5 separate regions of the Mus musculus genome follow, and regions 1, 3, 4 and 5 are each linked to region 2. Evidence: chromatin contacts called from public Hi-C, HiChIP or PLAC-seq and Micro-C data. All regions are on one chromosome and are shown on one strand. The core of a region is the stretch at or near the end of the contact, and the rest is flanking DNA. Distances in the headings are between cores, read along the strand shown. Region 1 has its middle 32 kb from the start of Gm41878. Region 2 holds the start of Emx2 (empty spiracles homeobox 2). Region 3 has its middle 30 kb from the start of Gm46660. Region 4 has its middle 23 kb from the start of Gm46662. Region 5 overlaps Gm46660 (a long non-coding RNA gene).

Region 1 (5,687 bases), core at 908-3,407, 280 kb before region 2:
ACAGCCACACATGCACACAGCCACACAGACACACACACACACACACACACACACACACACACACACACATGCACATACACACACAGCCACACATGCACACAGCCACACACACACACACACACACACACACACACACACACACACACACACACACACACACTATGCTCCAGGTCCCGCCTTTCGTTATCTTGAACACCAACATTCAATGCTCTTTGCAGCTCTTAAGACTCAGGATGAAGTCAGGGACCACAGTGGCATCAGCCTTATTGTTTGCTAAGTGTTCACTCTGCATCCGCTGACACAGAATTTGCACTGACCAAGGCTCTCCCACACAGTGAAGATTGAGAAACACTACTTTAGAGACTCCAAATACCAGGCTGCTCAAAGTCAAAAGATAGCACATGTCATGCCACATGATTACCAGAGACCAGGGGAGATCATTTCACTATTTTGACTTCACCACAGTGACTCTGACTCTGAGGAGAAATGATTCTTTCCCAGATCACTGGAGATTGGAATCAGTATCATTGGGGAAAGGCCAGGGAGGGGAAGACTGAGTGAAAAAAACAAGAGGCAGCATAGCTTTGCTCTGTTCTACTCCCAGTGTGTACTCTGTCTCCCTTCTCTGACATGATTGGCAACCATCACAATTGAAGTCTTCTCTACTCTCTTGCACCCAGAACCCATGGTTGATACCACCATTCCAATTGTGAACACACACTTCTGTTGCTATAAGAAAGAGAAGGTATTCCTTAATAGATGATGAACACACGGTAAAGGGATGCCTATTTGCGGTCCAAGACTAAAAAGTATTACGCTTTTTTTAAAGTCATCTAATTTTTGATCTGTGTTTTATAAATAACTCATACACTTGGGATACAGCTAATATTATTTACAACCCACCGCACTAAAACACAAAGGCCTATAAGCTGCTTATCATGTGAACATCAACCAAGGGTTTGCACGCCGCCTCTCCTGGCTGTGTACAGTTTCTTTTTCACCACATTTGGTGTTTCTTTGAACACTTCATGGGTACAGCTCAAAAGATTCCAATGTGGCATTTCCTTTGATGGCTATTGTGCTCCATGGGAGCCGCAAATCAAATCACCTTGTTACCAAATGATATTTCGCAGGAGAGGTTTCTCGGAGCTTATTTGCAAAATAGATAATAAGCCCACAGTCATTTCGAATGGAAACAAATCAAAGATGCAGTCTTAGTAAGTTTACACTATACTCGGTTGTTTGTAAGATAAGATTTGGGTACCTCTTAGCAGAGAGAGATTGGCTGGAAAGTAATTTACCAGCTGGACAAGCCAGACTCCTCTCAAGTCTTTTAAACGTGTATTTTAAATGACATCCTTTCCAGGATGGCTCTCTACCTGTGTTTAAAGGCCCACTTGCTGGGAATGTTTGAAGGGTCTCTGTTAGAAACTCTCCAGAAAGCTTTCCTCCATCCCACTAGGAGCCCGATCCCTGTCTGTGGTAGCTGACAAGGGGAAGAGTTCTGAATTGTTGAAATACTGAGCCCTCAACAGTTCTTTCCAACCTCAGTCAGAAGTCTTTCGGGGGCAGTTCAGAAGATGTGCACACCCAAAGGGAGCCTAAATTTGAGAAGTCATTCCTTCAGAACTATGTGGCTTCACTCAGTTAAGGGGGCATGGGTACAGGAAACAGCAAGAATTCTCCTCCTCCTCCTCCTCCTCTTCTTCCTTTTTCTTCTTCTTCTCCCTCTTTTGACTGCCTTGGTCTATCTATATGCAGCACAATGAAGATTAAGTAGGGGCCACCAGGAATTCTTAAATTTAAAATATAAGCTATACACTAGCTTTACAAGTTTAAAGATTTATTTATTTTATGTGTATGAGTGTTTTGCTCATTTGCATGGACATGCTCATATGCATGCAGCCTCATTCATGGCTGGTGTCCTGGAAGGCCAGAAGAAAGCATGAGCTCTCCTGAAACTGGAGTTCCAGTGCCCTCTTCTGACCTGCAAGTGCACCGGGCACACATGTAGCACGTATACATATGTGCAGACAAAACTAAAGATGCAAATAGTTGTGAGTCAGCATGTGGATTCTGGGAACTAAACCTACGGTCCCCCTGAAAGAGCCACAACCGCTCCTAACTGCTGAGCCATCTCTGCAGCCGCCTCTACACTATTTTAAGAAACTGTAGACAGTTGGTACATGGAGATGTTTAAGAAACTGTCCCTAAAGAGGCATCACTTCATCCGTGACATTACATTTCCAATTAGTCTTCCTGAGGGCTGCAGGAGGCTTCGGTTCTGCTAAATATGTCTGCATCTCCAAAGGGAGGGATGTGTGTGTCATACATTCTGGTTCTTTCTGTCTCTGACACCAGATAAGTGATCTGTGGAGGATGGATGGATAGATTGGTGGGTGGATGGATACGGTTGTTAATTCTTCAATCATGTCTAAATTGTGGGAAGATACATATGAAATGAGATGAAGGGCTTATTGTTCAAGACTGAATTTCTTTCTATTTATTATCACAGTTGCCTACACAAACTAGTCAGGGCCCAAAAAAGGAAAAATAAGAAAAGTTTATGGGTCGTCATAGAACTATGAAGTAAAAAGAAGTTAAACCTGGTTCAGACAGGGCTGGGTCAGAATATTGGAAGGCTATCCCTGGGGTGTCCATTGCTCACTCTTTTCTTGCCTTGTCTCTGTTTCTGTCTAGGTTGTCTTCAGTCTCAAAGAGGATCAGGGTTGCATGGTCCTTCCAGTGCTCTCTCCTGCTCTCTTTTTGCTTTCATCCCTTATTTCCACCCCAGAGAACAGTCCCCTTAGAAGTATGTGCAGCATTTTTTAAAATAATGTCTCAGCATAAACTCATGGATAATATGCTGTAAAAAGATTATTTTAAAGTGCATTTGACAATGTTCCTGTCATGAAGGAGAGATTTTTATCTCCAACACCCTTAACTATAATTTCACACTGTTAACCGAACTTTAGAGAAATGGTATCTTGGTGACAGCTGAAGTGCAGGGTGCCTAAGAAAACTTGCCTAAGTCCACCCAGCTGCTCAGTGCAGAGCTGGGTTACAAACTGAGGGAGGTCATCCCACAGAGACAGAGCCATGAACAGTTCTGACCTTTCGGTACATTTGGGAGAATAATAGTGGCTTCCTACAGGGTTACGAGGAGTCTATGTATTCATGCACAAAAAGTCCTTATAAAAGTGTGTGACACACAGTAGCATTTAATAAATACCAAGCGTTCTATGCTCTTGCGAGTCCCTGGGCCGGAGTTCTAGGCAAGATGTGAAAGAGGAAAACCAGAGTCTAATTAATTGAGTGTTCTAGTTAGTAGGTTTCTGGCTCACTGATAGTAGACTATATTGAGTTGGCCGATGTCAAACATTCCTCTGTCAGAGTGCATTCAGCACGTGTTTAGGCAGCCTGGCCAAACCTCACTGAGCAGGCTCTCTCCGTGGGACCGACTTCTGCAGCCAATCAGAAACTCGGATTTTTTTTTCCTCCAGCTGAGGATAATTTTAAGTCTGTTATGGAAACTGTGTGAATACCATGCAATAGAATTCCAAATGCTTTACTTTGTAGGGGGAAAAAAAGCACTAGAAAATAAGCATGTAACTTCTTAGGGGGAAAAAAATTCTGATGTCAAAAGAATGCAGAACACTTAAACTTTGGATTCATAGCAGTGCCCCGGGCTCATATCCCTCCTCTTTTTTTCCAGCTTCAGCCCAGATGTTGGCATGGAGAATGGACACCTGACCATCTGCCTGCATAGGAACTTACTCCATATCTGGCAACTTACACAGTCACAGCTAACATTGTGCCCCCTGACAGTCTCCCATATCTCCCCACCACCAGGGCTTGTCTGTTGCGACCATGTATTTGTTCTATGAATGATGAATTCATTCCCGAGATGAGGACCTTGAACTCCCTGCAATTCGAGGATTACTTAAGACTGGGCATCTTTCTAAACAGGCTCCTGACTGGCTCTGACATCTAATAACAAAAGGCCAGGACAGGTGTCTTGCATTTCTAACTGAGAACAAAGAAGGGGGTCGCAGCATTATGATAACAAGGCTATCTGGGTTGCTATGGGCTGTAGTTGTGTGTTCACACTTCCATAATAAACCTATTTTCAGGGGCTTATGATTCAACCATAAAAATCTGTTCCACGCTTGAACTTGGCAGACTGCAAGCTAGGAATCCCTCTCTTGCTTTCAGACATGTTTTTGAAGAAGTGTTTTGAGATGAGTTTAAATTTACACTGACAAAAATATTAGGGATTTGAAGGACCCTTCTTCTTTCATTGAAATCCAGAGAAAGCTAATCTATTTTCCCGGAGAAGGAGATTCGGCTTTGGGGAGCAGGTTTTCCAGAAAGGTTGTCAAGTTAGAAAGAAGTTAAACACCAATCTGAAATGAATTAGAGAGCATTAGACAATAATTAAACTGAAATTAGGGCATCATTTATTCATCAAGCCATCACTAAGAAACAATCCAATCCTCGTAGACACCTTTGAAATATTTAGATATCTTAAACACCTTTGCAAGAGGGAAGAGAACGATGGGATTGTTTCTGCTCAGAGGGGTTTGCCAAGGACAGGGGCTGAATTTTAAATGGTACTGAACTGTGGGAGGGCGCAGTGGGAGATGGAGCTGTGTTCCAAAAGATGTCCTACCCTTGTATTGAGAGGTACACCTGGAGTCTGATGGTTACAGCATCCCTGAGGTCTTAAGGTACAAAATCAGTGGGTAAGTCCTCTAGCTTCCTCCTATGACAACTAGGGAGTGCCCCAGTAGGGTGTCCTGAGGAGTCCCACATAGAATGCAACTTAGAATTGTGTTTGGGGGTGGGCAGCAGATATGGCTTGGTTGGTAAAGTGCTTGCCTAGCACTCGGAAAAAAACTGAGTTCAATCCACAGCACTACATAAACCTGAATGTAATGATGCCCACTTATAATCCTAGCACTCTAGAGAGGCAAGAGGAATTCCAGGACATCCTAGCCTATATAGTAGTTTGAGACCAGTCTGGGGTACTTGAGACTTTCTCTTTTTTAAGAAAAAAAAATGTCTCTCTAAAGAAGAGGCTGAGGCTAATCATTGGTCCATCTGCAGGTAGTAACTCATTCTGTCAGTAGCTTTGGCTTCTCCATCTGCACCAAGCAAGCCTTTATGAACTTGGGTCCCAGAATTTTGGAAAAAGCCTTGGTACAGAGAAGACAGTGCCATGGTGAGGAAGAGCCCTTTCGATCTCCAATGATTTGAAGCTGCTGAGGGAGAACATGGCAAAAGGAAACCACACCAGTCTGGTTTGCCCAGGACTTTCCCGTTGTAACCAATGCAACTATCACCCTTTGGGGAACCCTCCACTGTATGGTAACTGTATGTAATCACTCCTCCTTTATCTGCCTATGGGAACCTATGACAGCTTCGGGTGGAACTGGGAGCATACAGGCCAGTGGTCTAGACAGGTGGCCACTATGGGGACTGCTCTAAAAAGAGTGCATCATCCCTCATGACCTTAGTTCTCTTATATGAGACAGAGCCCTGACCTGGACACTGCAGGTGCTGACAGTTATGGTCCAGGCTCAAGGGATCAGCTCCTTTCTCTGTTCTTCATTTAGTCTGTTCTTTCTGTCCTTTGTTCCTCCAAATGGATACTTCATTCCATCCAAATGGATACTTCATTCCAT
Region 2 (5,519 bases), core at 2,601-5,100:
GTGAAGAAGGAACTTTTTAAAAACAAACAAACAAACAAACAAAACCCTCAATGTGAGCTTCTCAGGGGGGAAAAAAAGTTGCTATACTCTGCCTACAAACGTAACTGTTTACTGGGAACTTTGACCCTGCCTCGCGACTGAGAGTACAGTAGCGCCTACTGTAGACCTAAACTCCCTAACCACCTTGGGACTAACCTAAGCCAGGCCCTCCGCCCCTCCAACCCCGCTATGCAGAAAGAATGTGTCCCTCAAGGCTAGCCCTCTCTGCAAACCGTCTAGTTTTCAGGATCGCCCAGCTTGCCTGGCCTCCGGCTTCAGATTCCCAGGCATTCCCTTAAGAGGAGTAATCGGGTGAGCCCTGGAGTCTTTCAGAACTCTTATCTAAACCACTCTCGGCTCTCTCCAGCCTTGAGCCCAATCACCAGAACACCCTGCTGCAATTAACCATATCTCGGACCCCAGCTGAATCTCCGTGATTCTCTCAAAACTTTGGAGTTGCAGGGGCCTGACCAGCGGAGAAAAGCTAGCCTGTCAGTGAATCTCATATTGCCCTAACAAAGCTGAGCACCTGGAGAGTTACTGATCCAGAACTCGGCGCTGGTCGGAGTGCTGGGCGCTGGCTGGAGTGCTGGGTGCTGGCTGCCTGGGTCTGGATGTAGTGTGGCCTGGCCCTGGCTGCTGGGCCACACTCACCTGAGTTTCCGTAAGACTGAGACTGTGAGCCAGCTGCTTCCTTTCCGCTCCCACCACGTAATGGTTCTTCTCAAAAGCGTGCTCTAGCCTTAAAAGCTGGGACGGCGAGAAGGCGGTTCGAATCCGCTTTGGCTTTCTGGCCAGAGCGTTGTGCAAAAGGAAACTCTCGGGACTTGTGTCGTTCCCTGCAGGGGGCAGAGCAGAAGTACCATTAGGGGGCCTCCCAGGCAAGTGTCGCCGGCTTCTCTGGAGCCGGGCTGGGCATAGCTTCCTAGGTCTCTGCCTAGTCCGCAGCGCCAGACCCTCTCTAAGCTTTTGAAAAGGACACCGGCCCAGTCGTCAGACCCAGGCCCCAGGGCTCCAAACCTGGGCGGTAGCTAAAGAGCAATGGTCTCTAAGGTGGCAGTCCTCAGGCTCCTGACCTTTGCCGGTTCCCTAACTGCCTTAGTACCTCAAGCCTAGATACCTCCACTCTGTGTGTCGAGGGCAGATAACAGGACAACAGAACCCGGGCTCGAGGATTGGTGCCCACCATATAATAATAATAACAATAATAAGTTGTAGCAGTAGAAGAAATAGTGGTAGTAATTCCCTACTTTCTAGCCTATTTTAAAATTTAAAATTAAGCGTAAAAATGACGTCGTGTTTTCTCGCGGAAATTTATTCAAGAATTTTTTTGTTTGTTTGGTTTCTAGTTTTGTCTTGCTATCTCTCTGAGAAATTGCAGAGATCGGTTGAGACGTTGCAGCCGGGCCGGGACAGAAATCTCGAGGCAAGTATGCCCAGTGTCTAAGGCCGTTGCTTCCAGAGTACCCGGTTCTAGAGGTCCCTGGTTGCAGAGAGCTAGGAGAGGAGAGTGAAGGGACTGGAGCCTCGCGGGGATCGAGTTGAGGGTACTCGCCGAGATGGTCGGGCGAAGATCCAAGCTGTCCGTGATATGGCCAGGCGACCAAGAATGGGACTGGCAAAGAATGGGGAAGCTGAGCTCTAAACTTTGAAAGCTAGGCTTGGGTATTTTGGCTTCCCGTATTAAAGGAAGTGAATGTATTTACCACCACCACCACCCAAAAACAGCCGGTAGTCTCAGCGGGAGTGAAGGCAAATTCAGTGCTGAGCTAAGGGAAAAGGTGTTTTACTTTGGTTTGGGTTTTTGTTTATTTGTTTGTTTTGTTGGGGTGTTTTAAAATAATATATAAATATATAAAATGGCGAGCTGGCATACACCCGAGTCTAGACTGACAGGAATGCGAAGTGTTATTGAATGGAAAAGCCCGTCGTTATCGATCGCGCCCGGCGGAGGTAGGTCTTTTATGGACTGCAGTCGGCAAACTAATTCGAACCCTTTTCCTAAAGTTTTAACTTTCTTACCAACCCCAACCCAGAAGCATACAAAATTACTAAATCGGGGAAAAAAATGAAGATATCCAAACAGATCTTCCCTTGTCGGGCCTTCTCTCGACTGGATTTTCTCTTTTCTTTTCTTAAATTTCTTTCTTAATTTCTTTCTTTCTTTCTTTCTCTCAGGAAGAACAAAAACAAAAACAAAAATCAGCAACCAAAGACCAAACGGAACCCGACTTCCCGCCACGTCCAGCGGGTGCCCGGGTTAAACAGGTCGCTGAGAGAACTAGTGGAGCTGTGGAGGTTTCTATTCGCTCTCTTCCCGCCCCTCCCTGGGCCTCCAGAGCAGGAGGAAGGAAACAGTTTGCTCTGAGGTTTCCAAGGTCTCCTTGTCTCCTTAAAGGGGTTGAAGACCTAGAAGTTGCGGGTCTGGGCTGGGGGGACATAGAGTGAGTGTAGAGCAGAGTTGAAGTCCAGTGAACCTGGCCATGTGGCCCTGTCCGAGTCCCTGAGTGATAGACCGGCCGGGAACACGGTCCAGGGAAACAGGATTCAAAGACCTCGCGGGCTCAGAGCTTCTTGACAGCGGGCTTCGTCGCCCAGCATCGTGTCCCAGCCAGCCCGACCCCGGCCCGAACCACGGGACACCTCGTTTGCACCCTTTTACAAAGGGTCAAGGAGTGGGCAAGCCAGTAACCCAAACGAGCTTCAGAGACTGGGGACCAAAGCCTCTCGGGCCCCTAGCTGCCCAGTTTCAGAACCAAGAACCCGGGCTGACCTCCGCCCGTCCAGGCCTCGAGGAGCGCCCACCCGGAGCAGGCCGGGCGCAATGAAGGAGGCGACCGGAGCGGCGTGCTTCAGTTCCGCGACGTGGCACGTACCTTGGAAGCGATGACCCAGATATCGGTAGCGGTGGATGAGCCAGGGGTAGAAGGTGGACGGGTCCCGCTGCTGCGAGGCGAAGAGGGGGTGTGGCGAATGCGAGGAGGGCAGGGGGTGGGCGGCCAGGGCGTGCGGCGGCGGCACCGGGTGCACCGGCACGGCGGGGTTGGGCGGGTGCGAGACCGCCTCGGCGAACACCAAGTCCGGGTTGGAGTAGACGCCCCTGCCGGCGGCGGCGGCGGCGGCGGCCGAGTGGAAGCCGTTGAGGAACGGATTTATGGGACTGGAATTGGCGTAGCTGAGTGCCGCGGGACGGATGGGATCCTCGGAGCGCGAGGCAGGCAGGGGACTGTCCTTGGCCACCAGCGACTCGATGGTGAAGCAGCGCTTGGGCGCCGGCTGAAACATGCTGCGCCGAGGAGCGGGCGCGCTGGGCTCCCTGCTCCCGGCGACCGCGGCGCGCTGCCTCCGCCGCCCGCTGCCCGCGGCGAGGACCGAGGAGAATGGGGGACTCGTTTGTTTGGGGTGGGGGTGGGGGTAAGGAAAGGAAGGAAGGAAGAAAGGAAAGGAAAAAGGAAAGGAGGGGGAGGGGGAGGAGAGGCAAAGCCGAAGATCCCGAGAATCTTGCACCAAACGCGCCCAACCTGGAGAGAGGGGGGAAAATCCTTCCAGAAGAATTTGCAGGCGTGGATTGGGGTAATATTTTTTTGAGCGAGGTGGCGTGGGGGGGGGGGAGATTGGAGTTAGAGGCAGGGAGGGGGTTTTCGGGGAGGCAAAAAAAAAGTTTTCTCTCCTTTGCAAAAGGCGGGCAGGGCGCCCTAAGTCCAAGGACAATCCATGGAAGTGTTCGCTTCTTCACTAGTAGTGCAAACGATTTGTTAGTTCATGAGCCTAATTAGTGCGGGGATCACATAAACAGCTTCCTCCGAAGCCTGGTAAATGGCTTGATGATTGGTCGCTATTACTCGCCCTGAGGTGGAAGGGGGGAGACTCTTTAAAGTGCGTCAGAGGGAGGCGAACGCCTGGGAACCCGGAGGCCTGGATCCGGGCCCAGAATGGAACGGAGTCGGCGCTACTGCCCCGGCTGTGCCTCCAGCCGCCCGCCCGGCCGCCGACCTCTTGGTGTCTTCGCCCTGCGCTCCGGGCTAGCTCCCTCGCTCCTGCGGCGCCCGCTGCGGCTTCTCTCCTCCTCCTTCGCCTCCTCCGCTTCCCTCTTCTCCTCCTCTTCCTCGTTCCTCTCCTCCTCCTCTTCCTCCTCCTCCTCTTTCCCCCTCCTCCTCCCCCTCAGCCACCGCCTCCTACTGCACCCACACCACTCCCACCGGGGCACCCGGGTCCCTGCAGAGTCTCGGGGCTGCGCTGCCTTTGCTGCGGACCCCTGGATCCTAAGCCTGCGGCGCTGGAGCTGATGGGACTGAATCACGGACGGACACGCAGATTTCTTCACACCCTAAGCTCCGCTGCGGTTGTCCCCTGGAGGCCCGCGCCCGGGTCACTGAGATGGCTTCGGGCGCCCGGCGAGGGTAAGCGGGCGGGGACTGGTTCCGGGCAAGGGCTAACCCGCTTCACTCCTACCAATCCCCACCCCCAGCAAAACTCCCGAGGTTTCCTAGGCGCTCGAGGGGGGGGGTCCTCCCACCCCTCCAACCAAGCGTAGCTTCGAGGTTCCAGGGTCCACGCGTTTGCAGTCTTTGACCCGGCTGGTTCGTTTTTTTAAGTTCAAACCTGAGGGGCCAGCTGCGCCTGTACCGTGGCAGTGGACTTCCAGCTTGCACCCAAGAGTTTCTGCTTATCCTTTCTGGAGGGTGGTCACTTCTGTCCCCAAAACAGCTCTTTCTGGGAAATGTGGGGTTATTTGGGAAAGGAGTCTTGGGTCCTAGGTCAGAAGCTGAAGTTATGACTGTGTTATCGTTCCATTGTCCTTAGTGGCGTTGACACTGTTCCCATTATTGCTATTATTACTGTACCTATTTTTATTCTGACATCTGTTGTCCCAGGGCTGGGTTGCTCTACAAATCCAGGTTTCGCAACCTGGCACTTAGGATTGTGTCTCCGGTCCTAGGCCCTGTCCGCATTTTCGAGCTTGCCTTCGGTTTTGGGATGATTTTAGGGCCGACTTCTCTCGTCCCCATTGGCTCACGCTGAGGCATAATTATGATCACATCCCCCCAGCCTGCTGGCGCTGCTCTCTGTTTATTGGTGGTTAAAGATCTATTATCTATTCATCAGCCGCCTCCCCCCCCCCACACACACACCCTTTGCCAATTACATTCTTCTAAAGTGAAGTACCAGCAGGTATTTTACAATTAATGATAATTTTTTTCTGGCGTCCTTTAAATCTGTTACTCCCAGGTCGAAGCCATTTATCCTAAGAGGGATAAAATATCTGTGCTTGGTGGCTAGGTTGCCTGAGACCCGGGAGAAGCAGATCTGGAGAAGACAGACGTGAAGTCCTCTAGAGGGACTATGAAAGCCACCTGATTCCACCAAGGGTCTGGGTCTTAGGACGCTCCAGGTAGTCCCGGCAATAATAATAATAAGGAGAGGTCTCCTGTTTGGTTTCTTGGGGTTTTTTTTTTGTTTTGATTTTTTTGTTGTTGTTT
Region 3 (6,037 bases), core at 2,100-4,599, 400 kb before region 2:
TTTTTTCTTTTAAAGAAAGACCTTTATTAACTTGGGTTATTTTCTTTCCAGTTTCAAATTGTTCTGGTTTTCAGAAGAGCCCCTGTGCATTGATTAATGATGCTAAAACCAACTGCATGAGATTCAGCTGGCTTTCAGAACAGCCCTTGTTCTTTTGATACTGTGAACCTTTCACATATTGGTGAATTTGGAAATCATGATTTTTTTCCCCCAAAATATCTTTCTCATTTGGCACAGATGAAATCGCAGAGAAACGAGGTGCTCCATGTTTGTCATAAACTTCATTTTTAAAAAGATGCCATTGGGCCAGCAAAAATGAAAGATGCTGCAAATTAGTTTGTAACAGAGTGCACTTTCTGTTTTCTTAGGCAAACAGGGCAGGTTGACATAGGGGGAAAGTCCTAGTGTGTAGAAAACTGCCCAGCTTTGTTTACCTGGAGGTTAGGGAATTTGCTGAATGCTGTTTACTCTGCTGCAATGTATACTTCTTAATGTTTGTGATAATGGGTTAACAACAACAATACCACGTTTTTTGTCTGTCATGGAGTTAGTGTGTCTCAATGCACTGAAGGAAGCGATTCCTGAAGGGACCCCACTTAACTGGCTATTCAGCTTCTCTTCGATTCTGATAAACAAGAAAATCATTTGAATGTGGACTTTCTTATGAAATCTAATAACTTTCAACCTAGAAACAATAAACTGTCACAGGTACAAAGAGTTGGTGAGGTGGTACTGCCCAGACCTGATCAACATTTAGCCTGCAAAGAGGAGGCAAAAAAAAAGCGGGGGCGGGCTTCCAGGAAAGTTTAAAGCACCAACACTGAGCCCATAAACATAAGTTTAAGAATGTGAGAGAAACTTTCTGAAAGAAACTAGCTCATTTAAATTTTAGTCTAATAAACAATGGTGGTTCTTCAGTGTGATGTTCAAATGCTTCCATAATTTGAACTGTAGGGCTAAGATGTCATTTAATATCTCTATACCAAATGAGAAGATATTACATTGAATAATTTGGATTTTAAGATTTTGAGCCTTAGAGGTGCTATTTATTTATGGCTTATGAGTTTTAAAACTGTAATCTCACAATGAATTTGGTTAACATTATTAAAAGCCACATCTTAAACAGCTGTGGTTTGTTAAATATATTAACTTTGTTAGTACCGTTGTCTATTGGATTTTCTTTTTAACATGTCAGGAGCACACGCATCTTAATCTAAGTTTGTCCTAAATGCTCGATTTTTCCTCCAAATTTACCTAGTTAATTATACGTATGTGTCATTTTGCTCTTGCAGAGAGCAACTCCATCTAAGATGTACTTGGCACTTGAGAAAGAATTTTTTTTTTTTTACTTAAGAGAATAATCACTCCTGTAAAGAATCCAAAACTCTAATTTCTTTTTCACATCCAGCCCCAGATATTCTCAATATCCTCCTTCATTTCCAAGGGGGATACTAGGGGAGGGGCTGAGATAGGGACACCCTGGGAGAGCCCTGAGCTTCAGTGTACTACAAAAGCTTTCTTAAAAAGGGACAGGTTTCTGGACTTTCTTGGTTTTAGGGATTGGAAAGTGTCTTGGTGTCTGGGTTGCTTCCCTAATATCTCGAATTATTCTATATGTGGCGAATGAACAATGGACGTCTCCGAGAGCATTTAAGTCTAACAAATAAGTTCTGGCTACATCAACTCGGTGCATGGAGTTGGTTTCTGTCTTTCTTTTCCTGCCTTGACGGGTCTGATAGAAATCAGAAGCTTCTCTGCTCTTTGGATTTTTAAGTAGGAAAGAAAGACCAGGTTAAGGCGTAGATGCCTCTCCCTGGGCCCACTGAACCCGAACCAAGTGGCTATAGGTCACAGGAACAAGGGGCCCATTGTTGTCTTCATTAAGCAAACCCACCATGCCGATGAATGGGAAGCATTTAAAAGGTAAAATAATTCACTAGACTTTGGATGTGTTTCTCTTTAATTAGTCTGATGAGTCCTGAGTCTGAGGACTTGTCAAACACCTGGTATTAACCCTGTGATGCTGACCTTCAGTCAGGAAAACTCAAGGATGGGTGGAGGGGGGGGGGTTTAGCTGAATGAGAACCCCCTTTTGTGAGCCTGTGTTTCAGATGAAAAGAATCATTACCACAATGATACTTCTAATTATACTGTCATTAGGATACATCCTGGGTTAGCAGTGGTGCAGGGAGCCTTGCTTTTAGATAACATGACCCAGGATAGGGAAGAAAGGAAGCCTGGGAGATGGTTAACCCTTTCACCAGACTCAGTCCAACCTAAGTCCTCAGAGTATAACTCAAGCACTTGCTACTGACAAACTGTGAGTGCATCCTACATCAACCAGAAGAGTCATTTGTACCATTCCTGTTCAGAGTTGAGTACCACCAGTTCAGTGCCAGTGGGCATACTGTTTCATAGGATATGTCAGCCTCTATAGGAGACCTGTTATCAACCAGCAGGACTTCAGTATTAATAATTCCAGAGTGAGGGTGCAAGAGCTAAGACACTGGCTATAGGGCACTGTGTTTGCAAAACAGTGGAGCTTTTTCACGAAAAACTTGGATTTGGGAGTCTGATAGCCTGGAGTTGAATCCCAGCTTCATAACTCATTATATCCATGGCTTTGAGTGAACATGTTTAAGCTCTGTGTTTCTTAGCTGTTAAATGGAAAAAATGATTGGAAGGTCACTGTGGCTCAGGCCTTTATGGCTGGACATGGTGGTGCAGGCCTTTAATCCCAGTATTTGGGAAGCAGAGATGGTGGCTCTCTCTGTGTTTGACACCATCCTGATCTACATGGTCCTGAGTCCTGAGTTCCAGGACTACATGGAGAGATTCTGTCTCAAACAAGCAAACAATTGCTCCCCCACCACCAATAAAGGAAACAAATAGTTGTGTCTCAGTGCACAGAGCTGTTAGGAGGCAAAGTGGGTATTTGCTGATTCGTTTCTAATGTTAGATATCACAAAGTGCACTGCAAGCTTTGGGAAACGATTGATGATGTAGTTGCTAAGTCTTTTGTGTGCACATCCATATTACGCATATGTGGGCACTTGCATATTGAGGCCTGAGACTCGACACAAGGATTCATCCTCACCTCAGTCCATCTTATATACTGAAGCAAGGTCTCTCATTGAATTCAAAGCTGTCTGATTCAGCTAGCCAGCTAAGGGTCCTGTCTTACATAAAGCAGACTTATGTAAAGCAGACTGCTGTATCTGCCTGGCCTTTACATGGGCATTGGAGAGTCTGACCTCAAGTCCTCAAGTTCACATAGTAAGCAGTTTACCCACTGAACCATTTCCCCAACCCCCAAGCTGAAGTCTCAGTAAGGTGAGTGTACACATTCCTGAAATTACTAGACACTCAGCCATTCCTGCCTATGATATGCAGAACCTCCTGACCAAGCCTGTATGTCTGGAGTTAGATATTTGTAATTTCTGTGGACTCTAGATAAATGTATCTGAAGAAGACTGGCTATCAATGGAATTCTTTGTTCTCCAAGCCTGCCTGTCTGCTTCTAAGTACAAGCTCCTCAAAACTGTTTTGGTATAAATGCCCAATAAGACATATTTTTCTAATAAGGATGGTATGTTTTGTGTTGGTGACATTTGGAGAGCTCAAATGATAATGTTAGAAAAAGTCTCAGAATATTTTCAGGACTTTATTCTTCAGAACAATGAACCACAATGCCCCAAATGGGGTCATGGATTTCAGTGAGAATAAATCCAATCCTGTTGACATCTTTGAAAAACTGTATCTGCCCCAGACTTCAGTTGGCACTGAGATTTCAAAAAAAGATTTTATTTCACATATTCTCTTCATACATATAAATGGATTTACATGTAAGAGAAGAATGTGAACTATTTGAAAGAATAGCACTATTTATATTTAAACTATTCTTATTCTTTATGGTGATTCTTTTTGGTCTGTGTTGAACAATAGCCTAGAGAAACCACAATTTCAACTATTGTAAAATAAATCGGTCTTGAATTTCACACTTCAAGGGTGTGGATTTTTTTGTGAGGCATAACGAAAAGATTGTATTGAGGGGATTGATATTGCTAACAAATAAGAATGAAGATCTAGTGTCACTGTGGGGTGAGGCAAGTGTAGCCAGGGAATTGTCTGCAGTTTGCCTCCAAACCCACATCTCCCCTCTCTCTGTCTCCCTTTCTCCAAAATACACACTAGTCACATCACATTCTAGGTAAAGATTTGATTTTACAGCTCCCTAATCAAACCACTATGCAACATTTCTAATCCATTAGTGGGGATTTTTATTAAGTAGAGTCATTATTTTTATTTTTAAGCCCTTCTATGATGAATTTACAATCCATACATGGAGAGGGGGGTTGGAGCATGCTAAAGTCACTTGATTTTGAACTCTGAAGGTAGCTAAATCCAGGAGCTGCTTAATTTCTGTGACCATTGTAAAGATGACAGTGTATTGCTATGAATTTTAATTAAAATAGCAGACTTTGTTTAATCCTTTTATTAAAGAAAAAAATCTCCCACAATGCAAGTAAAAAAGTACGTGTAAGACATCAGTTCATTTTTGAGATCTTTGAATATCTTGTCTGCTGTGCAAGTCCCATAAGCTAAATCCAACACACTCATTTACTCCCCAAGCAGATAGTTCCCCTCCTACTTTGTGCAAAAATGTAGAGCCCCAAATTTGTTTTTAAGTATAATTAGGCCCCTAAAATGTGTGGCTGTTCTCTGAAAACTCTATTGCTGAGCTTTTTTTTGCAATACAAGTTAATTAACTGGATTTAGATATTTGCAAGATGATATATTTAATGGGATTACCGCTCATATAATGTTCTCAGTGACTGATTTGGAGTCTAAGCTCACAGGACCAGGGCTGAATTTCCAGCTCTTTGAGAGTTAATGTTGTGTTAAGGAAAAGTACAATCTGACCCTCATTGTTCATGAATAGGTAAGCTATTCCCGTGAAATGGAGCTGGGCCCTACAAGGGCTGTGGCCTGGCAGATGCGTGATCTGGAGGGTGCAGACCATCACATTCCAGCAGCTGCCCCAGGTAGCTGGAACCCCACACCTGAACTCCTCACAAGTTCAAGGCAATTGTGTCTCAGTCAAAATAGAATGGCCCATTCATTCTCCACAGTCTGTCTCCCAAGTGGGGTCAATCAGATGCCCCAGCCCTTCAGGCTTAAAAGATAAACACTCATGTTTTGGTTGGTTGGGAGTTAAAAATGGAAGCAGGGAAGCAGGCAACGCTGCTCTTCACCCTGAGACCGGGCCATTGTGAGCATGGAATGCTCTAATTCCATCTGTCAATGTGGGCATTCAAAATATTTGTGATTATTTTATTAGACAGGGTGGAAACGTAAGGGATAGTGGTGCCCTTGGGAGGAAGGAAGGTCAGTGTAGAAATGAGAGCTGTAAGAAAGAGAGAAAATGAGAAAGAGGAAGAGAAAGAAAGAAAAGAAACAGAAATGGAAGGAGGAGGGGAGGTCGAATGGAGGGGGAGAGGAGGAGGAGGGACCTTTTTACTCTTGGCTACATTTCTCTCTCTGTCTCTCTCTCTCTTTCTCTCTCTCTCTCTCTCTCTCTCTCTCTCTCTCTCTCTCTCTCTCTCTCCCTCTCTCTCTGTGTATGTGTGGTTTTAAAGCAAATATATTTTGGCCCATCAGCTGGATATATTCTACTGCCTCCTCAGTTGTTGAACATATTATTAGTGACTATAATTTCAATCTTTCTCTTCAGAGTACTGCTGTAAAAAGGACATTTTAACTAAACTGTTGAAATTTGTGTTAAATGTATAAATATTAGCTCAGTCAGACCCCTATTAAGACGTTTAAGTTCTCATGCACTCAGTTGGAAGGCTGGATCTTGGTACTTAATTCTTCATTTCCATTGTGAATGAAACACTTCTTGTACTTGACCTATCAAGGTCATTTTGAGAATATGCCTTTAACTCAACCATCACTGGAAACCGTCGAGCCCAGAATGGCATTAAAAACACTGGTCCTCAACCTTCCTAACGCTGCGACCCTTTAATTTAGTTCC
Region 4 (5,475 bases), core at 2,484-4,983, 390 kb before region 2:
ACACAGTGTTGCATTTAAAGAGGGACTTCCGCTCAATATAAGTGCTCCATTGTTTTCCCAAGTCACTGTGTTCCATTTTCAAAGCGCAACTGAATAGCCAGCAATGACTTCGATAAAGTCATATTAGAAATCAACTCTTTTGCTCTATATGCACGTGGGCTCTCAGAAACCCAGTGACACCATGCTTTGAGGCCTTTCACGGTTTCATCATTTTTGTGGAGACAGTGAGGCTGCGCACTTCTACTCTAGTCAACTTTAATTATGAATGGACCCAGTACCTATAGTGGGGTTGGGACAGAAAAAAAATTAAGGAAGCTTTCCTGGAGGAAAAACCTGACAGATGGGCTGCTGTGACCCATCATGAAAGGCCTAATCTATGGAAGTGCTGAGGAGGAAAACATTCATTAGCCCAGCAGCAAGGATAGTGGGATGGAGTGGTTACAACACTGCTTGATCTGAATCTGACAAGGTCCATGACACACAAGCCATATGACTGGGGCAAGTACATGCTCTATGCTCTGCCAAAGTTCCTGATCTTAGGAGTTTAGATGTTATCAGAGAGGCACCTGGAAAACAAGATATTAAGCTGACTGTAGCTCCCAAGGGCTGGAAGGTTGGACTTAAAAGAGAATCTGAAGCTGCCTGGCAAGAAGACCAGGTAGGAGGCTAGAGAGGAAAACACTATCACTTTCTGGAGCAAAAGCCACTGTTGACCAGTTGCTTGGGCAGCTTGAGCACATCAGAGGCTCTCAATATATTGAAAGAAAGAACCTACCAGTCATCTAGTGATGGATAGACGGGAAGGGTCAACTGTGAACAGATGCTGAATGGGTCATTGCCAAGGTGCCCATACGATCACCCAAAGAAAGAGAGCATCAGGTGGCTCTTAGCCTTATTGCTTTGGAAATGTCTCCCCATATTCCACAGGATTACCCAAAGCTCACATTTATGAAGGAGGATCTGTAATATTGAAGGAGTAGCTTTTATAGCCCCATGATCTTGGCAATGGACAAACATCTCAGATTCCCAAGAAGAAAGTGGTGGCTCTATTATGAAATTAATTTTCCACTGATCCAGGTCCAGAGGCTGTTTGAAAGATAAGTGTTGATGGATGTATGAAGATTTCCATCCAGCCTTATAAAACATGAGCTCTGTAACTCTGCAAGTAGAAATAGAGCCTTTCTGGCAAAAATGTTAATACAGTGCCTTGGTGTTTTGGGGTGATTGCTTTTCAACACCTGGGACAAGTTTTAAATTTACAATTCCTATTTATACCTTCCCCTTGAATATCATGAAACTCCCAGGCATCTTATAAAATTTGGAATAGGTCTGTGCTGCTGAGGTCATAACTCGATTAATCATACAGAAAGCACAAGCCCAGGCACATCACAATTACAGAGGGATCATGTCGCAAACGATCCAGGCACCTGAACTGAGGCATGGTCTGACTCTCAGGAGGGGTTCTGCGAATAAAAAAAAATCCAAGGAATGAATCTAGAGGCTGGTACCAAAAGGCTATGCAGATCCGTGAGACCGAACAGGCACTAGGAAGTGAGCATTGAGGAGAGGCTGATGAGAGAGGCAGAGGCCCATGGCTCCGTTTCCAGTGCATCAAGGCAAGTAGAAGGAGACGCAGCAGAACAGAATAGACACAGCAGATGCAGCAGGGCGGGGAAAGTAGAAGGCCTTACAGCATCAAGCAAACCATTCTGTCTCCCTGTCCTTCCAACGAGAGAATCCAGTATTGGTTCTGGAATCAGCACAGCAGTCCCTTCCAAGAGCTGCTTTCATTTCTCCAGGACACACATCTTGGAGCTCGACCCTGATTTGATACTCTCTAGGCATATACCACAGGCCAGTGACTCAGTGAGCCCCCCTCTCCCCCCCCCTCTGTCCCTCTTGTGCATGCATGAGATACTAGAAACCTGTAGGCCATTAAGGCACAGACATCAATTTAGGAGACACGTTCAGGAATTTGGGAGTTTCTTTTGTTTTCTGAAACTGGTTTAAGAGCAAGTATAATCTCACTGTGATAGGCAGTCTTGAAACCATGCTCTAAAGACACCCCTACCTTTTGACTCTTCATAATGGACCTTTGTAGATATATTACCTCACATAACAAAAGGCAGAAATGGGGGATCAAGTGATGCATGATCTGGCAACCCAGAGATCTTCATATGTCATATGAGGGAGCAAATGACAGCTGCAGAAATGCCTGGTTGGGGAAACCAGGCCTTGTATGTTTTGCAAGAGCATGGGTGTTCTCAGAATAAATCTTTGAAGGGAGCTAATAGAATGATTAGAGTTCTCTACTCCTCCCAGATAGCTGTTCTTTATATCTACTAACTTGACTTTATCATTTGTAAAATGTTGATATCAATATAACATGGTAAGGGACTGGAGATATGGCTCAGTAGTTAAGAGCACTGATTGTTCTTCTAGAGAACTCAGGTTCAACTCCCAGCATGGCAGCTCAAAGTTGTCTGTAACTCTGGGATCCAACACTGTCATACCAATGCATATAAAATAAAAAATAAATTAATTAAAAATATGTAACATAATAAATATTAATATCATATTAATATAATTAATTATCCTGCCCTTGACCTTAAATACCATAATTTAGGCTTCTTAGTTCTAGACAGGACACATGCTAGATTCTTGAAAAAATGGCAGCTGTGGAGTTTACTGTAGAAAGACACTTATTATTTTAAAGAAAACAATCTCTGAAGCCAGGGTCCTTGTTGAAATATGGACTAGATAAAAATAAAAGATGCTGCTCATTGAACAAAGCCTACTCCACTCTTGTAATTTCCATAGAGTGACTGGACTCCATGTGAGATGAAAATAACTTCGAAAGGGGAGCAAGAAGACTGAGGCCCACAGAACTGTGGTTCTTTCTATAACACAGACTCCCTTGAGGCTGAAGAGCTAGCTCATTGGGTGACATGCTTGCTTTATAAGAATGAGTACCTCAGCTTGATCCCAGAAACCTACATAAAAAGCAGTGTGCAGTGGTGAACACTTGTAATTCCAGAGATGGTGAGATGGGAGGCAGAGACTGGTGGATCTCTAGAGCTTGCTAGCCAGCTTGTCTAGCCTCTGTGGTGAGGCTTGGAGAGATCCTGACCCAAACAAAAGATAGGAGATGCCTGAAGAACATCTGAGGTTGACCTCTAATCTCTCACACATGTACATATGTACACATGTCTCCATACAAACATGAATACACAACACACACACTCACTCACACTGAATCCTCTCGATATCAATCCAAATCCAGGCATCTTATCCAACTACAGGCAGGTGCCACTGTTCTCCAGGGTTCAGTTATTTGTGGCCTTTGTCATATAGAAAGAAGAATCTTGAGTCTGAGTGTGTGTTGGCTATTTCAATAAAGAGGTCTTGGGAAGTCAGACCACAGAGAGAAGCTACCCAGAATGTTTTGATGTCTGATTGTTGTTCATAGAATACATGATGATGGGACCAGTGGTGGATTTGGGGGTATGAGGGGGAAATGGATACATTCTCCAAGCACAGAAACCACTCAGCAGATATCGCTGCCATTGCTTATGCCTGCTCAACCTGTCAGATCTTCAACCTTTCTGCCTCTTACCTGCAGACTCATAGTATGGAGGAGTGGGTGGAAATATTTGCACTGTGCTGGTCTGGGCCTGATAGCACTCAAGTAGCCACGCCTTGCAAATGCTTCTGGGATCAAATAACTGTTATGAAATCATGTATGAGTCAAGTGTCAATGTCAATGGCTCTCGACAGCCTGAGTCAAGATCTGAATCATGGTTTACTGTGTAAGTCTAGTCTGAGAAGCCTTAAATGACCCCATGTGTAAAGGAGGAGAGTAGAGGAGGAGAAGAACCAAACTGGGCAAGAGGGAGAGGAGGAAGAGGAGTAAGGGGGAGAGGAAGGGCCGAGAGGGAGAGAAGGAAGAAGAAGAAGAGAAAGGAAGGAGAAATAGCTCAGAGAAGTAGAGAAGCAGACCCTGGGGCTTAACATAATCTTATACATTGCTACTCAGTGTTAGTTCAGAAGTCAGCCTCTATCTTGTTCCCTTAGTTCATTTTGGTCATCTGCTTTGTTTCGTCAAGGGTGGATTCCTCCTAGTGTTTTTATTCCTCTTGGTGTTCTTATCTGGAGTTATGCTTTTCAGTCTTGGTACAGGCAGGAGAAGGGTCAATAAAGTCAGATAGAAGTAATTAATTGGCTACTGAATGGAGGGCACAAGTAATCACACAGTAGATACATTGTGGGTGACTTGTCACCAACAAGAGTAGACTGTTTAGTAACCACACAGTAGATACATTGTGGATGACTTATCACCAATAAGCGTGGGCTGTTTAGTAACCACATAGCAGATACATTGTAAATGTCTCATCACTAACAAGAGTGGACTGTTTTTACCCTCACTCTTTAGATAATTAAACTGAGGCGTCTAAGTCAATTATTCAAAATTACAAGTCAGTTTAATGCTGCCAGGAGGACACTGGGAGATGGTGCTGATGGTAAAGTGCCTTGGGAGTCACATGGGAGAGTCTGATTTCCCATCTGAAGAAGGCGACTGACTGGAGAAAGAACATTAGGATGGGGAGGTCCTTCATTTGAGATCAACTTATTGCAGTGAGTTGACAGAGAGTCAGGAATGGTAGGTCAGTGTAACGTACACCATGGAGTTCCTTTAGCCTTGATTATCTGACTACTCATCATTCAGGACCTGGTGGTCTCAGGACGGTTTATAGCCTCGTTCAGTATCTTCAGTTCTGTGAGAGTACAAACAGCCTCTCAAATTTTTCACTCCCCAAAAAATGTAGATGAAGGTCATACACATAGCAAGAGCCAATGGACAACTTATTAAACTAATAAGAGTTCATTGTTCTTTCTTTTAAATTAAACTTGAACTGTTATATGTATACCTTACATATAAATCTTGAGAGAAAATGCCCTTATAAATCTCTTTATGAGGACAAGGACAATTTCCCTTTTCATTCACCAGTATAAATCCCTTGGCAAATATAGATGGTTTGGAAACTCCCCAGTCCTTGCAAAAAAGAAACAAGAGTTTCTGAAATTTTATATTAGCCATTTTCAGTTATTGTATTTTTCTGCTTAGTATTACACAAAGATCTTCAATAAATGACGTGAAAATTCAGTGAGACTTTTGGCTCCCTCACAAATATATATATGTATGTATATATATATTGGGTTCACTGAAACTTTAAAACAAACACTGATAAATTCATGCCTATCTGTTAAATGTTAGAATTTCATCACTATTCTTGATGGGTTTGATTTTCCCAATCATAACACAAAAGACACACTCTGTTGCCTCAGTCTCCCCAACCAGGGCTATGCCAGCATTCTGATGGCCCTACCATATGCTAGATGCTGTTCTAAGCACTTTCCTCAATACCTGATCAGCACTCCATGACCTGGTGGATTATATACTGTAGATGATGTTTA
Region 5 (6,131 bases), core at 236-2,735, 430 kb before region 2:
CCACTAACCTCCTTGTCTTAGTCAGGGTTTGTATATATGGTTACATCATGACCAAGAAGCAAGTCAGGGAGGAAAGGGTTTATTCAGCTTACACTTTCATATTGCTGTTCATCACCAAAGGAAGTCAGGACAGGAACTCACATAGGGCAGGAACTTGGAGGTGGGAGCTGATACAGAGGCTATGGAGGAGTGCTGCTTGCTGGATTGCTTCCCCTGGCTTGCTCAGCTTGCTTTCTTACAGAACCAGGACTACTGCCCAGGGATGGCACCACCTACAATGGCCTGGGCCCTTCCTCCTTGATCACTAATTGAGAAAATGTTTTACAGCTGGATCTCATGGAGGCATTTCCTCAAGGGAGGCTCCTTTCTCTGTGATAATTCCAGCTTGTGTTAGATTGACACACAAAACCAGCCAGCACACTCACTCCTCTTTTAATCTTGCATGTTCTCCATAATTTTCCAGAGTTTGAGAGGCAGAGAGGACTACATACATAAGTTTGATTCAATCACTAAACAATTTTTTGCATCTGTTTCCTGATTTGATAGAAAGGGAAAGTCAGCTGGACTCTCCCATAGCCTTAAAACACATTACAAAATACAGTGGTCTAGGGTTTTATAGTATTCATTTGCATTTTTTTAAAAAGTACTTTTCAGGGACTGGGGATGTAACTCACTTGGCAGTGTTTGCCTAGGATGCAAGAATTCCTGGGTTCAACACCCAGCATTGCATATACCCAATGTAGTGGTGATCAGCAGCCCATGAGAGCAGAGGCAAAAGAATCAGAGGTCACAGGTCATTCTCAACTACTTAACAAGAGAGAAGCCATTCCAGGGCCATGATACCCTGCCTCAAAATAAAATAAATCAAAACCATCAATCATAAAAACTGGTTTTTCCATGTTTCCCAATTCTAGTAGTTTCGGTTTTGAGCTGAGAAAACTGATCTGAACCCAAGACCTCCACTGATTATCAACTGCCATGCGGCAGCACCCAGAGTTTTCCTCCTTTATCTCTCTAAGGAGCCTTGTGCAGACACCCCAGGACACCCTACCCACTGTCCACCTTGTGCACTGCAGAGGCACAATGGGTTTCATCACCTCCCTCTGGTAAGTGTTTGATGATGGTACCTTTGATGTGAGTGCGGATCACCAAATCAAAGTGATGGTTTGTTTAATGTTTGCCACACATCCGGGTGATTCTGAAGCTAACACAGAAGAGGAGGCACATTACAACAGGGATTTCTCTCTCTAACCAATTAAGGTCATTCAAGAAGTCTCCCAATTTAAATAGTTGCCCAAGTAGAGAATGAGTCTCCCTAGCAACCATTTACTAAGAAGGCACATCAGATGATTGTGAAGAGACCAAAAATGCAGACATATAAAGTATGAGCCAGCAATTACTTGGACAATGACAGTTTGCATAGAAGGCACACTTGAGACCTGGCGCTAAGCTGTGTGATGAATACCAGTGTTAGGTATTTACCCTCAGTTTTTCCTCTGATTACTACACCAAGAATAAATTTTCAAATTCTAACTCTAGTAAGGCACAATAATACGATAGTAAGATATGATTTTGAAATCACATTCCTCTCCTCTGATACTTAATTCTGTGGCTGTGTATTTCCATAGAAGACCATCAGTTTCCTTTCTGTTTTCCAGAAGAGAAAGCTCTGGGGACAGTCTAGCTCTGCCCAGCCTCAGTGGGTACAGCTCACTGGATTGGCAGGCTGGGACCTTAACTCTAAAGCACTTGATCCTCTTTGAGGGAGGTGTTTCTGCATTCTGCATTCTGTATTCTGAGATGCCTAAGCAACACTGTGAGTTGCAAAGACTTGTGTGAGGGCTTTTCTAGTTGGCTAGAGCTATGGATGACTGTGGAGACCAGTTTAGTTCCCTCTAACTTAGGGAAAAGGATGGAGAAGCCCATTTCTAGTGCATGAAGTGTCAATGCCCACTAATTTGGTTTTACCTTCAATAAAGTAGATAGTTTTGCTTCCAACCAGTTGATCCTCCCAGAATGGGAAGAATGGGATGTTATTCAATGTGGCTGCAAAATTTTCATAATAATAAGCAATCAATATTGGCCCCCAGGAAGCCCTATTTATTCCATTCACTGGAAAGGAGACCATCTGTGGAGTAGGTACCACTAGGTCTCTGTCCTGGGAACATGGAATGTAGGCATCTGCAATTAATGTTATTAATTTTAATTGTGCACAGAATCCTTTGATGTCTGCAGTGCCATTATTCTGCCTTACAAATAAATAGCACTACCTCTCTGGTATAAGTTTAGGGAAAGCTATTTTAGTCCACTTTCTATTATCGTCAGGCAGTGGGCTTTACCAGCTCACACAGAACAAATTTGATTGTGTTTATATTTAAGCTTTCTTAACAAGGGAAAACAGGAGGATTAGCTTCAATAAAAACAGGAGCGGCATTCTGAATGTGTTTAAACAAGTTTTCCCCACCAAAAAAAAAAAAAATAGACCTATAGCATATCATTTTCAACTACACTGGCAGGGGAAAAAAAAAGCCAAAGGTTCCCCTAAAGAATTTGGACCATGCTCAAGGCAAGTTACAGCTGGATCCTATTATAGGAATCAATCTTTTCTCACCAATGACTGTTTACATCCATGAAGCTTTTCAGTAAATTCATTCAATCAAAAGCAGTTTTCGATGCTTGGCAAATATTAGATTACACATAATATACTTGTAATGTTAGCAGAGAAAAGAGGATGACACACACCCAGGCCACTCTTCAGAGCAGCTGCTGTGTCCACCCAGCCTGAGGCATGTCTCTGTGTAGATTGATGGGACTTACTTTAGTGCACTAATGCTGACACATTTACTTATCATTCATGATAATCACTTCTGCTGCTTCAGGGAGAAATTTTTCTAAGCACCTAAGTATTTGGGGGATTAATTACGGTGTGCTGAAAAGGAGGAAGGCACTTTTGGGGTGATACAGCAGTGTTTGTCAAGACTCTGGTCCAGATAATCTAATTTATTCTTTTGTTCAATTAGAGTAACTTGTCTGTGTCCTCATTGTTCTTTGTCTCAAACTGGAGCAGTGGTGTTTTCTTAAAAAAAAAAATGTTGTTTTGGGCCAGTAGGCAAAGTGCTTGAGTTCATAGCTTATCACCCATGTAGAACGCTATGCATGGCTGTGAGTATCTCTAACTCCAGGACTGAGGAGACAGAGAAAGATCCTCTCTGGAACTCAATAGCTAGTTGGCCTAGCCAAAATGGCAAGTTGCAGGTTCAGCGATGAGAAACTATTTCAAAAAATAAGGTTCAGAAGGTTTGAGGAAGACATACCGAAGGTAGCCAGTGATGTTCACAGTACTTCTACACACACACAAGTACATGGATATGCTTAAACCACACACATACATGCACATGGGTGTACAAGCATGTACATGTGCATGCACACACACACACATGAGAGAGGTCATTTGGGAAATTTCACTCTATAAGCTGTGCATTACATTTCTCTTTATGTAGCTTTCATTTCTGTACTTGACAAAACACCCTGCTGATAAGTATGTCTTCCTATCCCCTATCAGGAAATGTAGTCTAATGGTTAGAACAGTAAGTTGAATCTATAAAGGACTACAGTGAAAAACAGGTCCCCTCCTTCCTTCCTTGACAGTCTATAGGTGGAAGTCATAAGAATCAGTGGCTTAATCTTCCCCCAAGCACCTTTGTTGGCTCTGCCTTTTTGTGTAATGAGTCATTTATGCAGTGAGTACTCCAAGTGCTTTGCAGATTTGAGGATAAGCACAACATAATCTTAAAATCTGAGGGTTTCAAGAAAAACAGTTGTGATATTCCAGGAGGTACTAAGTTAGATTTGTAGAATGAAAGCCAGGTGATGTCCAGTGTTGGTGGCATGTAGGAGTCTAGGGACCTTCTTCAGTACTAGAGAGCCGAAGGACAGCGTATACTGTGTATACATTGTGTATATACTGTGTATACACAGTGATGAATCTAGTGAGCATGCCTTTGAGGTTGGCAACTGTATCTTTCACAATGTGTCCATGGGAATCTCTGACAGTATCCAGGACTGCCACAGCAGGGCTCACTGTCAGATGAAATATAGAGTGCATGTGTCATAAATGCTTTGTCCTGTCTGATGGTCACAGGACAGATACACATACAGTAATGTGGACTTAGGAGAAAACATAAGCACAACCCTTTCCCAGCATGGAACAGGATAGCATCTATGCAGCAGCACTGGGTATATAAGTGGGCCATGATATCGAATAAAACTCTGCATTTTCCTAGAACACAAACACAATGAAAGATCACCCAGACATGCCTCAGTGGTTGCATAAGATGGGAGTGGACAGAAATGAGGATATTAGGGAATGAATATGCATGTGATATAAGAATATGAGGAAGAGCCACGAATGGAAAAACAACAGTATGGCAAGAGCCAGACAAAGCAAATTCAAAATCTCTATTTCAAATGTGGCTACCTCCCCCAACTCACTCTCTCTCTCTCTCTCTCACTCACACACACACACACACACACACACACACACACACACACACACACACACACAGACACACACACGAGCTTGCATATATTTTCTCTTGATACGTTAAGGGGTTCAGGGAGATGCATAATACCTGGTAGAGACTCATAATGGATAATACAAAGGTGACAAGATGATAGCCAAAGCTCCTGTTGAACAGATCAGGTGGATACATCGCCACTTTCCAAATAACTGTAGTGGATGAGCTGAATTCCCTCTGTTAACCCCACCATCCCGACTCCTTTTCCATGGGTGTGCTTTTGTCAGAGTCCTGTTTGATCTTCATGCTGACTAGATGGTAAGTGCTCAGACAGCCTAGGAGGCGGGGAGGAAAGGTGTGGGTTACACTGATCTGGCCCACAGCTTCTTATGGAGCACACTGCTTTTCAAAGTCACTTCTAGATGCTCTTCAGGAACGCCACAGGACTGTTGACTGCTTTTAGTGAAGCAACAAGGAACCAATGAAGAAAAGAAGCTTAATGGAGTCAAACTCCACAGGGATGGCAGAAGGAAGAGCTGGCTCTGTGTTATGCAAGAACCAATCCAGAAGACTTCTAGAGAATTCTGTCCTAGAGATGAGTGGGCACAAATCCATGTTGGCTATATTATTCACAGCTTTCCACAAATCATCTCAGTATCCCAGAAACAACTCCTACCTACCAGCAAGTGCTATTTTAAAAATGCATTTCGGAATATTTGGCACAAAAACTGTAGCCTCCCTGCTTTTGTGAGGTATTGTTTGCCCTGCCTTAAAAGCCACAGTAAATCTCAAATGTACACACACATACATTCTCTCTCTCTCCCTCTCTCTCTCTCTCTCTCTCTCTCTCTCTCTCTCTCTCTCTCTCTCTTTCTCTCTCTCTCTCTCTCTCCTCCTTCCTTCTCCCTCCCTTTTCTCTCCTCCCCCTCTGCCTCCCTTCCTTCTCCTCCCTCCCTCTCCCTCCCTTTTCTCTCCTCCCCCTCTGCCTCCCTTCCTTCTCCTCCCTCCCTCTCCCTCCCTCTTTCTCTCCTCCCCCTCTGCCTCCCTCCCTTCCTCTCTCCACATTTTGTGTGTGTCTGTGTGTGTGTGTGTGACACAATGTAGTATGGTGGTCAGAGAGCCATTTGTGGAAAGCAGTTATCACCTTTGACCCTGTAGTTCCCAGGGACCAAGATTGGGTCCTCAGGCTAGGCAGCAAGTGCCTCTACCAGCTGAGCCATCTTGCTGGCCCATTTTTCCTCTCTACTGGTGGGTTGTGTACACTGGCACCATGAGAAATTGGTGCCATTGACTGTCTGTGCTAGTCTTCCTGCTATAATGCACAAAGCAAACAGGTCCTGAAAACACAGTCATCTCCCAGAACTTTCTCACGGGCATCCTGACAGTTGTATCCATGGGACATCAGTTCACTTCTATTCTCCCTTTTTATTTTCTTGTTGACCTTGGCTTTTCTGAAGCACCTCAATGACCTGTTCTAACTTCAGCATTTGAAGCTTTTTTTTTTTTAATTTTGCTGACATCAGTATTCTCTCTGCTCTGAACCACTGACCTAGCTTCCCTCTCTAGGGCATCCATGAATCTCTTTATTTGCTTCTATTTTCTCTTTCCACTGGT

Evidence for each region. HiChIP or PLAC-seq counts read pairs in DNA pulled down with a chosen protein or histone mark. A called contact is a pair of places that touch in the nucleus more often than the background predicts.
Region 1: a Hi-C map of cortical neurons shows a contact between it and region 2, with 2.9 times the contacts expected there. The contact joins the enhancer-like site here to the promoter of Emx2 in region 2. A contact is called at or near these places in 6 of 39 promoter capture datasets (hippocampal neurons, liver, maxillary cranial neural crest and 2 more), 2 of 15 datasets of contacts at CTCF or cohesin (large pre-B cells and pro-B cells), 31 of 484 Hi-C or Micro-C datasets (the C2C12 cell line, MC3T3-E1-derived osteoblasts, the N1E-115 cell line and 15 more), 15 of 115 datasets of contacts at active chromatin or transcription factors (the NIH/3T3 cell line, astrocytes, craniofacial prominence and 10 more) and 3 of 9 other capture datasets (adipose tissue, embryonic tail and pancreatic islet).
Region 3: a Micro-C map of embryonic fibroblasts shows a contact between it and region 2, with 4 times the contacts expected there. The contact joins the enhancer-like site here to the promoter of Emx2 in region 2. A contact is called at or near these places in 3 of 39 promoter capture datasets (hippocampal neurons, liver and pre-B cells), 1 of 15 datasets of contacts at CTCF or cohesin (the NIH/3T3 cell line), 4 of 484 Hi-C or Micro-C datasets (embryonic fibroblasts, neural progenitor cells and uterus), 12 of 115 datasets of contacts at active chromatin or transcription factors (the NIH/3T3 cell line, astrocytes, craniofacial prominence and 8 more) and 3 of 9 other capture datasets (adipose tissue, embryonic tail and liver).
Region 4: a CTCF HiChIP or PLAC-seq map of the NIH/3T3 cell line shows a contact between it and region 2, with 6 read pairs. The contact joins the enhancer-like site here to the promoter of Emx2 in region 2. A contact is called at or near these places in 3 of 39 promoter capture datasets (hippocampal neurons, liver and pre-B cells), 1 of 15 datasets of contacts at CTCF or cohesin (the NIH/3T3 cell line), 4 of 484 Hi-C or Micro-C datasets (cortical neurons and uterus), 9 of 115 datasets of contacts at active chromatin or transcription factors (the NIH/3T3 cell line, astrocytes, craniofacial prominence and 6 more) and 2 of 9 other capture datasets (embryonic trunk and pancreatic islet).
Region 5: a CTCF HiChIP or PLAC-seq map of the NIH/3T3 cell line shows a contact between it and region 2, with 6 read pairs. The contact joins the enhancer-like site here to the promoter of Emx2 in region 2. A contact is called at or near these places in 5 of 39 promoter capture datasets (the 3T3-L1 cell line, embryonic stem cells, hippocampal neurons and 2 more), 1 of 15 datasets of contacts at CTCF or cohesin (the NIH/3T3 cell line), 2 of 484 Hi-C or Micro-C datasets (adipose-derived mesenchymal stem cells and tail fibroblasts), 10 of 115 datasets of contacts at active chromatin or transcription factors (the NIH/3T3 cell line, craniofacial prominence, embryonic basal ganglia and 7 more) and 3 of 9 other capture datasets (adipose tissue, embryonic tail and liver).

Annotation. Positions count from the first base shown.
Region 1 is chr19:59,736,476-59,742,162 of GRCm38.p6, reverse strand. No RefSeq gene overlaps it. Among named protein-coding and RNA genes, the nearest start is that of Gm41878, 32 kb to the right of the region's middle. Within about 2 kb of position 2,157, at least 3 of the 459 cell types and tissues checked have an H3K27ac peak or open chromatin away from gene starts, as enhancers often do. A contact at or near this core is called in cortical neurons, where this site is marked.
Region 2 is chr19:59,457,021-59,462,539 of GRCm38.p6, reverse strand. It overlaps Emx2 (empty spiracles homeobox 2), which reads right to left and starts at 3,850. Exons shown (of 3, transcript NM_010132.2): 1 at 2,916-3,850; 2 at 694-878. The coding sequence starts at 3,324. It also overlaps Emx2os.
Region 3 is chr19:59,859,948-59,865,984 of GRCm38.p6, reverse strand. No RefSeq gene overlaps it. Among named protein-coding and RNA genes, the nearest start is that of Gm46660, 30 kb to the left of the region's middle. Within about 2 kb of position 3,349, at least 15 of the 459 cell types and tissues checked have an H3K27ac peak or open chromatin away from gene starts, as enhancers often do. A contact at or near this core is called in embryonic fibroblasts, where this site is marked.
Region 4 is chr19:59,842,704-59,848,178 of GRCm38.p6, reverse strand. No RefSeq gene overlaps it. Among named protein-coding and RNA genes, the nearest start is that of Gm46662, 23 kb to the right of the region's middle. Within about 2 kb of position 3,733, at least 40 of the 459 cell types and tissues checked have an H3K27ac peak or open chromatin away from gene starts, as enhancers often do. A contact at or near this core is called in the NIH/3T3 cell line, where this site is marked.
Region 5 is chr19:59,884,480-59,890,610 of GRCm38.p6, reverse strand. Gm46660 (a long non-coding RNA gene) reads left to right here. Exons shown (of 2, transcript XR_001782703.2): 1 at 1-1,106; 2 at 4,930-6,131. Among named protein-coding and RNA genes, the nearest start is that of Gm46660, 5.7 kb to the left of the region's middle. Within about 2 kb of position 1,485, at least 15 of the 459 cell types and tissues checked have an H3K27ac peak or open chromatin away from gene starts, as enhancers often do. A contact at or near this core is called in the NIH/3T3 cell line, adipose-derived mesenchymal stem cells and tail fibroblasts, where this site is marked.